3 separate regions of the Mus musculus genome follow, and all the other regions are linked to region 2. Evidence: chromatin contacts called from public HiChIP or PLAC-seq data. All regions are on one chromosome and are shown on one strand. The core of a region is the stretch at or near the end of the contact, and the rest is flanking DNA. Distances in the headings are between cores, read along the strand shown. Region 1 has its middle 180 kb from the start of Gm23860. Region 2 has its middle 32 kb from the start of Gm23860. Region 3 has its middle 150 kb from the start of Car8.

What was found. HiChIP or PLAC-seq counts read pairs in DNA pulled down with a chosen protein or histone mark.
Region 1: a RAD21 HiChIP or PLAC-seq map of pro-B cells shows a contact between it and region 2, with 5 times the contacts expected there. The contact joins two enhancer-like sites. A contact is called at or near these places in 2 of 15 datasets of contacts at CTCF or cohesin (large pre-B cells and pro-B cells), 3 of 484 Hi-C or Micro-C datasets (the Ba/F3 cell line, embryonic fibroblasts and tail fibroblasts) and 1 of 115 datasets of contacts at active chromatin or transcription factors (large pre-B cells).
Region 3: a contact with region 2 is called in a RAD21 HiChIP or PLAC-seq map of pro-B cells, with 3 times the contacts expected there. The contact joins two enhancer-like sites. A contact is called at or near these places in 2 of 15 datasets of contacts at CTCF or cohesin (large pre-B cells and pro-B cells) and 2 of 484 Hi-C or Micro-C datasets (the N1E-115 cell line and cerebral cortex).

What each region holds. Positions count from the first base shown.
Region 1 is chr4:8,003,842-8,007,723 of GRCm38.p6, reverse strand. No RefSeq gene overlaps it. Among named protein-coding and RNA genes, the nearest start is that of Gm23860, 180 kb to the right of the region's middle. Within about 2 kb of position 2,388, at least 2 of the 459 cell types and tissues checked have an H3K27ac peak or open chromatin away from gene starts, as enhancers often do. A contact at or near this core is called in pro-B cells, where this site is marked.
Region 2 is chr4:7,851,254-7,855,037 of GRCm38.p6, reverse strand. No RefSeq gene overlaps it. Among named protein-coding and RNA genes, the nearest start is that of Gm23860, 32 kb to the right of the region's middle. Within about 2 kb of position 1,482, at least 19 of the 459 cell types and tissues checked have an H3K27ac peak or open chromatin away from gene starts, as enhancers often do. A contact at or near this core is called in pro-B cells, where this site is marked.
Region 3 is chr4:8,083,807-8,087,797 of GRCm38.p6, reverse strand. No RefSeq gene overlaps it. Among named protein-coding and RNA genes, the nearest start is that of Car8, 150 kb to the left of the region's middle. Within about 2 kb of position 2,652, at least 35 of the 459 cell types and tissues checked have an H3K27ac peak or open chromatin away from gene starts, as enhancers often do. A contact at or near this core is called in pro-B cells, where this site is marked.

The DNA of each region.
Region 1 (3,882 bases), core at 1,139-3,638, 150 kb before region 2:
TTTTTATTGGGGAATTGAATCTGTTGATGTCAATGGCCAGTGATTGATTCCTGTAATTTTGTTGACATTGGTGGTGGTGGTGGTGGTGGTAGTGGTGGTGTGTGAGTGTGTGTGCATGTGTGTGTTGTATGTTTGTGCATGTGTACATGCACACATGCCCACTCACATACATGCATTTGTCTTCTTTGATTTTGCTTTTCTGAGACTACTCTCTGTGTTTTTATGGATGTAGTTAACCTCGTAAGATTAGAAGGTTTTTTTTGTTGTTGTTGTCATCATAGCTGACATTGTTGGAATTGTTATGTTCTAGCACCTTCTACGGGCCTGGATTTGTAGATAAATATTGTTTAAATTTAGATTTATCATGGAATATTTTTTTTCTCCATCTATGGTGATAAGTTTTTCTTGGTATAGTAATCTGAACTGGCATCTGTGGCCTCTTAGAGTCTGCAGTGGTGCAGTAAATCTCCAACCCCAATAAGCCCATGTAAAAAATACACAGTACAGTTATTATATTTATGATTTGAATGCCTAGATTGGGCAGGTCTACCACTACACTACTATATTCCCCAGCTATGAGATCCCTTGCTACTTGTGGCTTCTCCAGGCCATGCAGTTCTGCTCCATCTTCCTTCCATCTCTTCTTCCTCTGTCCTTCCCTTTCTCTTCCTCCATTCTCTAAGACCTCCAGCCCCACCTTTCCCTTCCACTGCCCAATAACAGGCTCTAGCCTTTATTCAACCAGTTAGAATGGGAAGAAAGTTCACATGAAATCACCTGAGTATGTGATTCCTCTTGAGGAAGCAGAATTCACATCAGAATACAAACAGCACCAGGGCAACCCACAAGTCACCATGCGATGGAAATGTCTTCCTACTCCTTTTTACTGCAACACTATTAATAATGATTGTTTACTCAGACTACACATCCACCAAGAGATGAATGAGTAGAGAAAACGAGGTCATGTATATTATGCGACTTTTTTTCAGTAATAAAAGAAAGTTAAACTATGTCATTTTCAAGAAAATGGCCTAAACTGGAGATTATTGAGTTAAATCCATTTAGCCAGACTCAGAAAAACAAATCTCACTTTTTCTCTCAGATGAGGTGTTCTAATTTCAATGTAAAAAACGTGAAAGTAGAAGAGAGACTGGAATGTGGGAAAGAATGAATGGGGGCAGGTAGAGGGAAACAGGAGATGGTAACATGGGCTAATTAGTACATGCTATATGGAGAATTTTATTAAACCCATGATTTGTGTAATTAATATATACCAACAAAATGCAGGAAGAAAAGACTGGGAGTGTGTTAGAGTGCTTGTTTAATGTTTAAAACCCTGGGTTCACTCCTCAGCACTATGGGAAAATGGGGTGATTTAAAACACACACACACACGCACACACACACACACACACACACACACACACACCAGCAAAGTAAAATGACAGTACTCCCACAAATAAGAATCTTTAGGATATATACATATGTTGACTTCTATTAGTTTTCCCTATTGTTTTTATTTTTGTATTTATTTTCAACTGATCCACAAAGTCAAAACTTGTACATATTAATATATTATTTTGTGTTAAAGTATTTATCTTTTCAACATTTATCCTTTCTTTATGGTGAAAACTTTCAGAATATTTTCTTCTAGAGCTTTAAATGTGCAATATGTAATCTATAGTTATCTTAGTAGGACAGCATGCTGGATTCCTGTCTATCTGTAACTGTGCCCAGTGAGGAACGATTCTTTATCTTTCTATTCTCAAAGAGGAATTTTAAAACAGTGTTTATGACAATGTTTAAGTGTATATATGTTAAAAGATGAACACGAGAAAAGACACAGATGATAGAAAATAGAGGCAAATGAAAATTTCAGATACTAAATATTGAATTTACTGTATATTATGAAAAAATAAAGCAAGCAGTTAAAATGAGCTTGACACTAGAAATCTAATGCAGAAGGAAGGAGAAGAGGGTGGAGGGAATGGCTGAGTGGCCTTCTTAAGCATGTGTGAGCTAAGACCGAGTGGCTACAATATATGTAATAGAGTTTCAGAAGGAGAGAGAAGGGATGATGGGTAGAAGAAATCCTTGCAGATAATGACCAAAGTATTTCTCATCTTAATGAAAAGGGTAAGGCTTAAATATATGAAGAAAAATTAATCACAATCAAATGTTTTTAAAGTCAGTGAGAAATACAAAAATATGGAAATGATTCTTATTAAAATGGACACACTTTCCACACTGCAAGGGTCCTCAGCTTCAGCACTGTAGGAAATGTGCAGATAATTCCTTGATTGAGGGAGCATTCTTGTATTGAGAATGTTTAGCAACATCCTTCACCTTTGCCCACTAGATGGCAGTAACAACACCCCTCAGTGGCAATCAAAGTGTCTGCAGATGCTGTCTATTTCCCTTGGGGAGAAAATTGCCCCCTATCAGGGATCACTGTCCATAGGAGCACAGATGAAAATAATTTCAGAGTTCTTATGAAAAATTTGCAATCCGGATGACAACAGTACACAGCTTCAAAATGTCAGAGGAGGGGACTGTCAAATTGATATTCTGTATTCCCTTAAAATGTTCCTTAGAAAACCCATTTTTATTTCAATAAAACTACAGCTGAGAGAATTCATTGCCAATAATCTTGCACTATAAGCAGTGTGAAAGAAAGTTCTCCTGGCTTGAGGGAAACGATACAAGTAGAAACAGTTTTATAATGAAATAATGCCAGATATGGTGAATATGAAGAGAAAAATATAAAATGCCATTTCCTCTGATATTTTTTATGTCCTTAAAATATTCTTGTCAATTTCGATCAAAAGCAATACTGTACACTGTAAGATTAGTAGCAATGGGACAAAGAATGGTACAGAGGGAGAAACATGTGCTATGCATGAAGAGGTTCTCACTTGAAAGCAACTTGTGCTAAGTTATTGTAGATATTCATGCTACAAACTGTCCAGCAGTCACATTAGTAAATACATATGTTGAGTCAGAGATATCAAGGATGGGATGTGATGAAAGAATTACTCAGTTAATGCAGAATTCCTTGGTGGAGAGGAATGAAGAATGGATCACGTAGGAAATGCACAGACTTACATCCAAATATGTCAATGAATATGTGAAATAAAGTAGTCTAAATATTCCAGCTTAAAAACAGAAATAACCAGACATCAAGAGTTAGCTGTATGCTTTCTAAATGTAGAAACAGTTTTCTCCAAAAAAAAAGGGGGGGGGTGGTAATTCTCTACTGCATCAACAATATGGCTAGTGTCATGAAAGATTCTTTCCTAAAGAACACTAACATTTTATTTCATTTTTACATTATAATGTTTTAGCCTCATTACATTTTAATCTTTGAGGCTGAGCAACACAGGCATATTTGTAAAATTGTGAAAAAAGTGAGCACTGGGGACAGCTGCGAGGAGTTGTAGATTGTCAAAGGAAACATCAGGTTTTGCCCCAGAGATTAACCACCCTGAACCGGCTAGTCCAAATAATGCCAGTGGCAAAACACCACTCCCCTTGAAGAGTGCTTCTTCCTTTGTTTTTGAAAAAAATTCAATATATTTGATCATGTTTTCCCTTCTCCCAGTTTCTCCTATTCACTTCAACGTTATGCTTTTCTCTCTTTCAAAAATAAACAAATAACAACAACAGAACAAGAAACCCAATCCTTGCCCTCCAAACAACACAAAAATAAAAAAAAAAAAATTAACCCAGCAAAAGGCCAATGAGACAAGACATGTCAAAATAAAGCAACATGAAACAAAAATAGCATTGCGCTCCTTCTGTGGTGGTCCAGTATGCCTGGGCATGGGTCCTGCCTTGCAGTGTGGGTGATATACCCAGTGTCACTTCACTGCAGTATGGGTGA
Region 2 (3,784 bases), core at 233-2,732:
TAATACATAACAGCACACAACAGCTACCCGATGAATGTTTATTTTGCTATACATGAGCACCCACCATCTAAATTCTACATCGATATGATAAATGATCACTGAATGCTGGCCATAGTCTCAAGCAGGATCAGTTCTGACTAATGCTTACCAACCTTTATTAGGTGTGGGTCTTCCTATTTTTACCGTTAAATCTAGTGCAAGAGACACACATTGGTTTTATCTTTTGAGACAATCCTGATGAAACATCATTTTTGCTAAAGTTATTGAGACAGACTCTAAGGTCCCACAGTGCTTAGTAAGAGACAATGGAGTGGTTGCCTAGCAATGGCTGTTGCAGCTCTGAGAAGAAGGAAGAGAGACAAAAGTGTGGTGATCTTACTAATCCTAGTCTATGAGATAAACACTTGTAGTATGAATATTAATCAAAGCCAAAATTTTGCTTCCTGGCTTACAGCTTACACTTTCATTTTAACTAACATCTATAGTTGTTTATAATTCCTAATATTTTGCTTCAGCAAATTCCTTATTCTTCAAGCAAATCTTACAAGTTTTATGCTATGATTATTTCCATAATTTCCTAACCTAGAAACATAAAACATCACCCCACTGCTCCCCTTTATCTTCTCTAATTTCCATTCCCTGCAAAAAAATAAAACAAAACAAAACAAAAAAAAAAAAAACAAAGGCCTTCCTAGAACATCTTAATCCACAACACAGGCACCTGGTGTTCTGGAAATCAAATTGTCTCAACTCTTCATTTATCATTTAAACACACAATTCTTTCAGCTATATCTCAGGATATTTTGACTGAACTACTGAGTGCCCCTTGTGGTATTGGTTCCCTTTATTCTTTGTGGTATCTTCTGTTACATTTTAAGGGAGTCCTTTTGCCTATCATATAAGCAACCTGCTTCTGTTTGGCTGTTTTTTTGGGGGGGGGGTTGTAGGACTCTTTGCTTAATACATTATCTTTCTTATAGCAGGAACTCATAAGAGGTTTTATTTAGTTATTACGTAGTCCAGCATATGTTTTATTTATATCATTGTATTTAGTCTGTGTAAAACCCACAAGGTTTAAATATCTAATATCAAAATATACCAATACTATGAAGTTTAAAAGGAATGAATAAGAAACAAAATGTTTGTCCAAAGCAAGCAATGTTGATAGTAGCTGCTGGACATTTGGTGCAAATGAACAGAGGAGATGCTAAAGGTCTCACTGGAGAATGCACTGAAATGTCTTTTTCCTTAGATATTCAAACTCTGTTAGTCAGAAGACTAACTTGGGAGTGGTCATATACCTCTGTCTCTTCTTAGATAACTGCAAAGTGTTCATGAAGAGACCCAAAATTTCTAGAATACCTTCTAGAATCTATACAACATGAAATATGCAAGACCGCCAAAGGTCTGTGTGTGTGTGTGTGTCTGCCAGATGCCCTGAAATACTTTGTAAGGTGTAATTTGACTGCAGCCATCATGGATGTCCACTTGGGGGCACCAAAATGATGCCTCTGTTTTCTTTATTTCTCATAGCAAGATTATTTTACAATGATTCTGTATGCAATTATTTTAGTATGAGGACAAGTTGGTAATGGTTTATATTTATCATTTATTCAAGCAGCTTGATTTTTAATGCCTGTTATCTCTCTATTAATGAACTAGAAACCAGTTGCTTCCAAGAGTGGGTAATGTCCTCCTGATGGGTAGAACATTGGGCCAGGAAACAGCCAATACAAGAGCCAGAATAGAATCAGAGTTTCAGGGACCTCAGAGGTTAAAACCTGACCTCCTGCTAATTCACAAATACCCTCTGCAATGCCCCTGGCAAGTAATCATCCCCTTCCAGGTCTGGAGGACTGCTGGGTAATTGAGTGATTAAGCAAACTGCTTAGAAATACATTACAGAATCATAGGATAACTGTGTAGAAAAGGACCTTAGCGATGAACAAGCCAACCCTTGACTCCAAGAATTGGGCTAGCAAGGTCAAGTGGTTCACTCATGTCTGAAAGTTAGCAGAGCAGCTAAAACTACACTTTTGAGTGCCTGAGTCAGACAATTATGCCAGCATAGTTAGTGCTCCTCTGTTTGTTAAACTGTGGTGACAACCGTGAATAGAAAATGAGGAGAAGCCATTGCACAATGAGGATGCTGGACAAAATATTCTGATTATAGAGTTGTGGCATGTCCTGGAAGTGGAAGGGAAGGAGTCACAATTGGAAGTTCAGTTAGAAATTAATCAAATCAGGCAATGCAATTCAATCCAAATTGTGTCATGCCCAATAATAATAATATTTTCAGGACCACTTTCAGGAAGAATGGTGGCAGAAACCACCAGATTTGAACAAGAATTATTTATCTTCCCAGTGATCTTGTCTTGCTCCCAGGGTTAGAAGAATTCACTCGTTAATTCACACTATTCATTTGGGTTTCACTTTTTGGTTCATTTTGCCAGGCTTATCTGGTAGATACAAGTAACTTTAAAAATACATGTATCTCCCCGTTGAACTGCAGTACTTTCAGCTGTAGCTCCTTATTTGAACAGCTTGAGGACTAATTTGAATCGCACTTCTCTTGTGGGTGTTCCAAAAGCTTGTGCTATCTCAGGGAGTTGCCTTGTGGAGACATTAAAGATGTTTTTTAAATGAAGCACATCAAGATTCGCTAAATTACATATGGTTTGATCTAGGAAAGGACAATTGGAGACTTCATTAAAATAGATTTATTCCAACTTCATGTATGGAAATAAATTTTCTTGTGATAACTTGGTCTGTGCCCATCCAGATTGTAGCATTTCCCTAGTTTCTAAATTAAATGTTTCTACATGTGAATCTTGGCTCTATATGGGCATATATTAAAAGGCTTAGTCATCATTATTTTAAGTATCCCAGAATTGAGTCAGGTTTCTCAGGAGCTTTGCAGCTTAGTCGCTTGCTTTGATTTGGTTCACTTTCAATTATCTTCCCTTCCTCTTCTCCTGTGTTTCTGCTTTTAAAAAAAAAATATCTATTTTAACTTTAGGTAAGAACTAAACTATCTTCTGTTGCATAAATCTTGGTCTTCTCTGCATTGTTGCCTTTAAGTGCTGAGCCTTTTTCTAGTAGAAGGGAGAGATTCCTACTTCAAGGGGACAGATTTTATATACTATGTCATTTCAATAAAGAAATATAAGGAAATTTTTCTTAGATTGGCTTTTAAATTGGGAGAAGCAAGTGACAAAAAGATTCATTATCTTATCTAGTGTCATCAAGATGATAAACACTAGAGCTGTGGTTTCATGCTGGGCTTTTCTCAATCTGAAGCCCAAGGGTCTTATGTCATATCAAGCCTCTGACATATGCTTGGTTTAGGTTAACACCAGGCCTCTTAGAAACGCAGACAAACAAAACCACACCTACCTCACAATTCACCAAGAAATATATATGAAATACTTTATACTTCCCTTTACAATGATACAGTTCTGCTTTTTATTCAATTGATCTACTGTTATTTCTTCCCAGTTTTGACTGTAGAAAAGCATGATAATGGCTAACAATGAAAACTCAACAAAGCATGTTATGTATGCTATGGTAAAATGTAAGAACACAATCACTAGTCAATGTATGGATGAGTGTAACTTCACTCAAAGAATAACAAGACTACTGCATATGGATTCCAGCCAAGTGTCTTATCCATTTCATAGAGTAACTAGATCCCAGTGGGAAGTTACAAATGTTAAAGTATACAAAATGGTCATTACTACAAGATGCTTTTGGTTACAGCATGAACATGTATTATGTTAATAAT
Region 3 (3,991 bases), core at 1,403-3,902, 230 kb before region 2:
GGGAGGTGTGTTCAAAGCCCACGCCTAACACAGGAGTATGTTAGCTCTAGTCTGTAACCCCCTGACCCCAACCCCTGGCCCCTCAGGTCTCAACCTTGGTTTTGAGTTAGCGTCATTTCTCACTAACTCCATGCATGCATTCAGTTTCTAGTTTGTCTTGGTATTCTAGGGATTTTCAGTGGATGTGAGCTTTTTCAAGACTCTCTTCTGTTCTAGCTTCCCTCTACTCTTATGCTATAACACTCTTCCCAACGTAGAGCTTATTTGGCTTACACATCTGAGTCAGAACCCATCATGAGGGAAGTCAGGGAAAAAAACTTTGAGAGGGGAACCATGGATGACTGCTAGATGGGTTGCTTTCTGGCTCATTCTCATCTAGTTTTCTTGTACTGGAGACAGTTTGTCTTAGCTAGGGATTCATTGCTGTGAAGAGACACCATGACCAAGGCAACTTTTATCAAGGCAAACATTTAATTGGGAATGGCTTATCGTTTCAGAAGTTAAATCTATTATCATCATGGTGGGAAACATGACATGTGCAGGCAGAAATGGTATTGGAGGAGTCAAGAGTTCTACATCTTGATCTGCAGGCACAAAGACGACACTGTCTTCTGCAGGTAGCCAGGAAGGGGGTGTGTGTCTTTTTTGCACTGGGAGGAGCCTGAGTTTGGAAACTTTGAAGTCCAATCATTCAAACACATGAGTCTGTGGGGGCCAAATCTATCCAAACCGACACATGGTCTCAACAGGGAATAGTGCTGCCCACAGTAAACTATGCTTTCTTCTAACAAATAAGACTGTCAAGACAGTCACTCACAGGTGTATCCAGAGACCAACCTGGTAAGGATAATTATTCAATTAGGGCTTCTTTTTCAGGCAGTTATAAGCTGTGTCAAGTTGATTGTGTTAAGTAGGTCACCATCTCTCTTGCTTGGGACCTTGAGTTCCACCAGTCTTCACTTGAATTACCCTTCCATCAGTAAGCCAGCATCCTATAGGGCAACAGTGACTTAATGGTCTTTATAAAGCCACAGAAATATTTCTGTTCTGTCATTATTTCTGAAAAATAAAGCAAACCTAAGTTTTAAATTTTGTCTATATCCTCAGACAACACGTATCATTTAAGCATTTAAAACAAATTGGAATGTTTAGAAATAAAAATAAAAAGAAACCAAGAGTCAAACATTTAAAGTCTACACAAAAAGAATTGTAACTTGAGTTCCCCGATCTATCATGTTTATTGCTTCTAGTCCAGGACCAAGTAAGAGTCGAATGGATGGCCAGGCGACCAAGGTCTAGGTGATGGGTAATTGCCATTATTTCTGGCTATGCAGCATACACTGTGCCTTCTTCCATTCAGCTTGTACCTCCCTCGGATGAGGCAGTAGACTTGAATGTCTGCAAGCAGAGAGGAGAGCCAGAGACTTCACTGCATCCTCTCTCTCCAGCCGTCTTGGGTGTGGGTAGTGATACACGCAGGCCTGGGCACTGTCAGTACATCTTCTTGACTTTTCCTGCAGGGCTCTTCTGTCTTCCTCTAGCATTGGGGGCTTCACTATGCTCTAGCATATATTGTTGTATGCGTCATGGAGACAACTTGGCTTTTGTTTCCTTGCAATTGAACATTCCATCAACTAGTTAAAAGGGTACGTGGCATTGTAGTGTAGGTATTGTCTTAGACAAAATGTCATTTATCGATATTGTTCCAATCAAGGTACGGGATACTTCTGCACCTTGCTATTATAGCATTGCTGCATTCTAGCTGTTGTGGTCTTAATTTTAATGTTGTAGTTCACAAATCCAGAAAGCATGGTTCATGTTCACCTTCCTTATACCCTAAAGGAATTATGCCAAGTCATAATTCCTGTGGCTGATATCTCTGGAAGCCAGGTGACCTTAAAATATTGTCATTAACATAACATTCAACAGATATTCATATGCTGCCTCCTTTAAACTTTACATTAATCACAATCATTAAAGAAATTAGCGACAGAAGCCAGCCTCATTAGTTTTAATTCATTCTGTGATGTGTAATAAAACACAAAGAACATGTGGCCTGTGGGAGAGGCCTGCTTTCAACAGCTCCTCTCACTGGTATGAATGAATACTGAGTCACCTTTAATTCAATTCACAGGTTTGATTGTCACAAAGCCTTAATTAATTTGTAACCAACACTTTTGCCCTCCCATCCCAGAAAGCAAACTGTAGCTTTCTGATGGTCCCCATAATTTAACGATAGGCCTCTATCCCCCGAAAATAAGACATCCAAAAGTGTTTCTGTGTGGTTTGCGGTTTTACAGAAAGGCACTGAAGACTACAGCAACCAGGAAAACAGCTGGCCCTGCAGTTTCAAAACCGGGCATTGTTTCAATCAGCCTGCTTTATAGAAACTGTCAACGCTAAGCAATCCGAGACCCCACTAAAGTTTGAGAGGAGGCATCTCCTGTGAGCCCTTGCCTTTCTAAAGCAGATCTGCTTTATGTCTCAGATTTGCATCTGTAGCGAGAAAATAGAAGCGAGAAGCTCTGTGGGAAGATCTAGAGTCTAGGGAAACCAGCGGCCAGTCTTGTGGGCAGCTTTCTATGCCTTTGCTGCTGGCAAAGCTTCCTGTGGAGGGAAGCTGGCCTGTCAGGGACATTGGCAATACCGGCAGTGGCCACCAGAGGATGTTCTTCGCATAGCTTTGCGAAGCCGATCCGTCCCACAGAGCAAGCAGAGCAGCTCAGAGGTCAGAGAAATCTCTAGGCCAACCTTAAGCTCTAGCATCACCACCTTCAGCCTAAGAGACTGAAGCAGGTAAAGAGATTTCGCGAGGACTTCTCAGCTTCAGACCTTGACTGCACCGTGGCTGGCTAATCACAAGACCATTCTTGTTCAGTTTCTGCAAAGCAGCCATTTTGGCTGGTAGATTTAAAACATAGGTCTATAATTATTACTGTAAGATTTATGGTAATACTAAAAAAGGGGAGGTGTTTAAAGGACATTTTAATTTAGTGTTCCTTAAGGAAAATGGCAATTGGATATATGCTTTGTACAAATCTCCCCAATAAAACTCTACCCAAAAGATAGAAAGGACACCTGTCCTTCGTAAGAAACTTAGAACTGCTGTAATATAGGAAGGTGGGCTACAAATGCCAAGTGTCAATCTAGGAGAGATAGAAGCAAGGGTCATATAAAAGTGAGTGGGTGGGCAGGATCTAGGAAGGGTTGAAAGAGAAGAAAACATAAAATTAAAATAAATTTAAAAATAAGAACATAGTTTTAAAGTGAAAAAGAGTCAACTTACTATCAGTTTACCTAATTATACTAATTACATTCTTTTTGTCTGCTACAAGGACACATGAAAACATGCAACATATTTAAAAAATACATTAAAGGCAAAGCACTTGTGTGCATGTCTGTGTGTTTCTTTGCATGCTTTTACATTTAAGAGCACATCCTTTTGTGTGGATACCCATTTGAAATAGCACTTTCTGCTTCCAGTTAAAGAAGGAGGAAGGCTACTCTCTATCCCTTTGCAATTAGCCCTTTGTTATGAGATGTCTTTCTAGGTTTGATTATCTTACATACTTCACATAGAGGGGCAGCGTGCAGTGTCTGCCTTCCTGTGATTGGCTTATTTCCCTGAGTCACAGAGTCCTCAAGGTTTGTTCATTTCACCTTTTGCAAACCTCCTTTTGAGATGGGGTGAGGGGTGGGGAGATGGCTCAGTGGGTGAATTACTTGATGAGCAGGCAAGATGTGCATCCTTCACACCTGTAACTTTAGTAAGGGGGTGGGGGCATCCAGCCTAGCCAAGGCAAACCTGAGAGCTCCATCTGCTCCCAAATGCCAAGTGTCGAGCTAGGAGAGATGGGAGCCATCTACAGTTGAATGGGAGAAGAGGTGCCCCCCCCCCCCCCCCCGTGAGCAACATTCCATGGCTTTGCTTAGAAGAGATCCTACCTTAAAAAAAAAAAAATCAGAGAATAGTAAAGGAAGACACAAACAT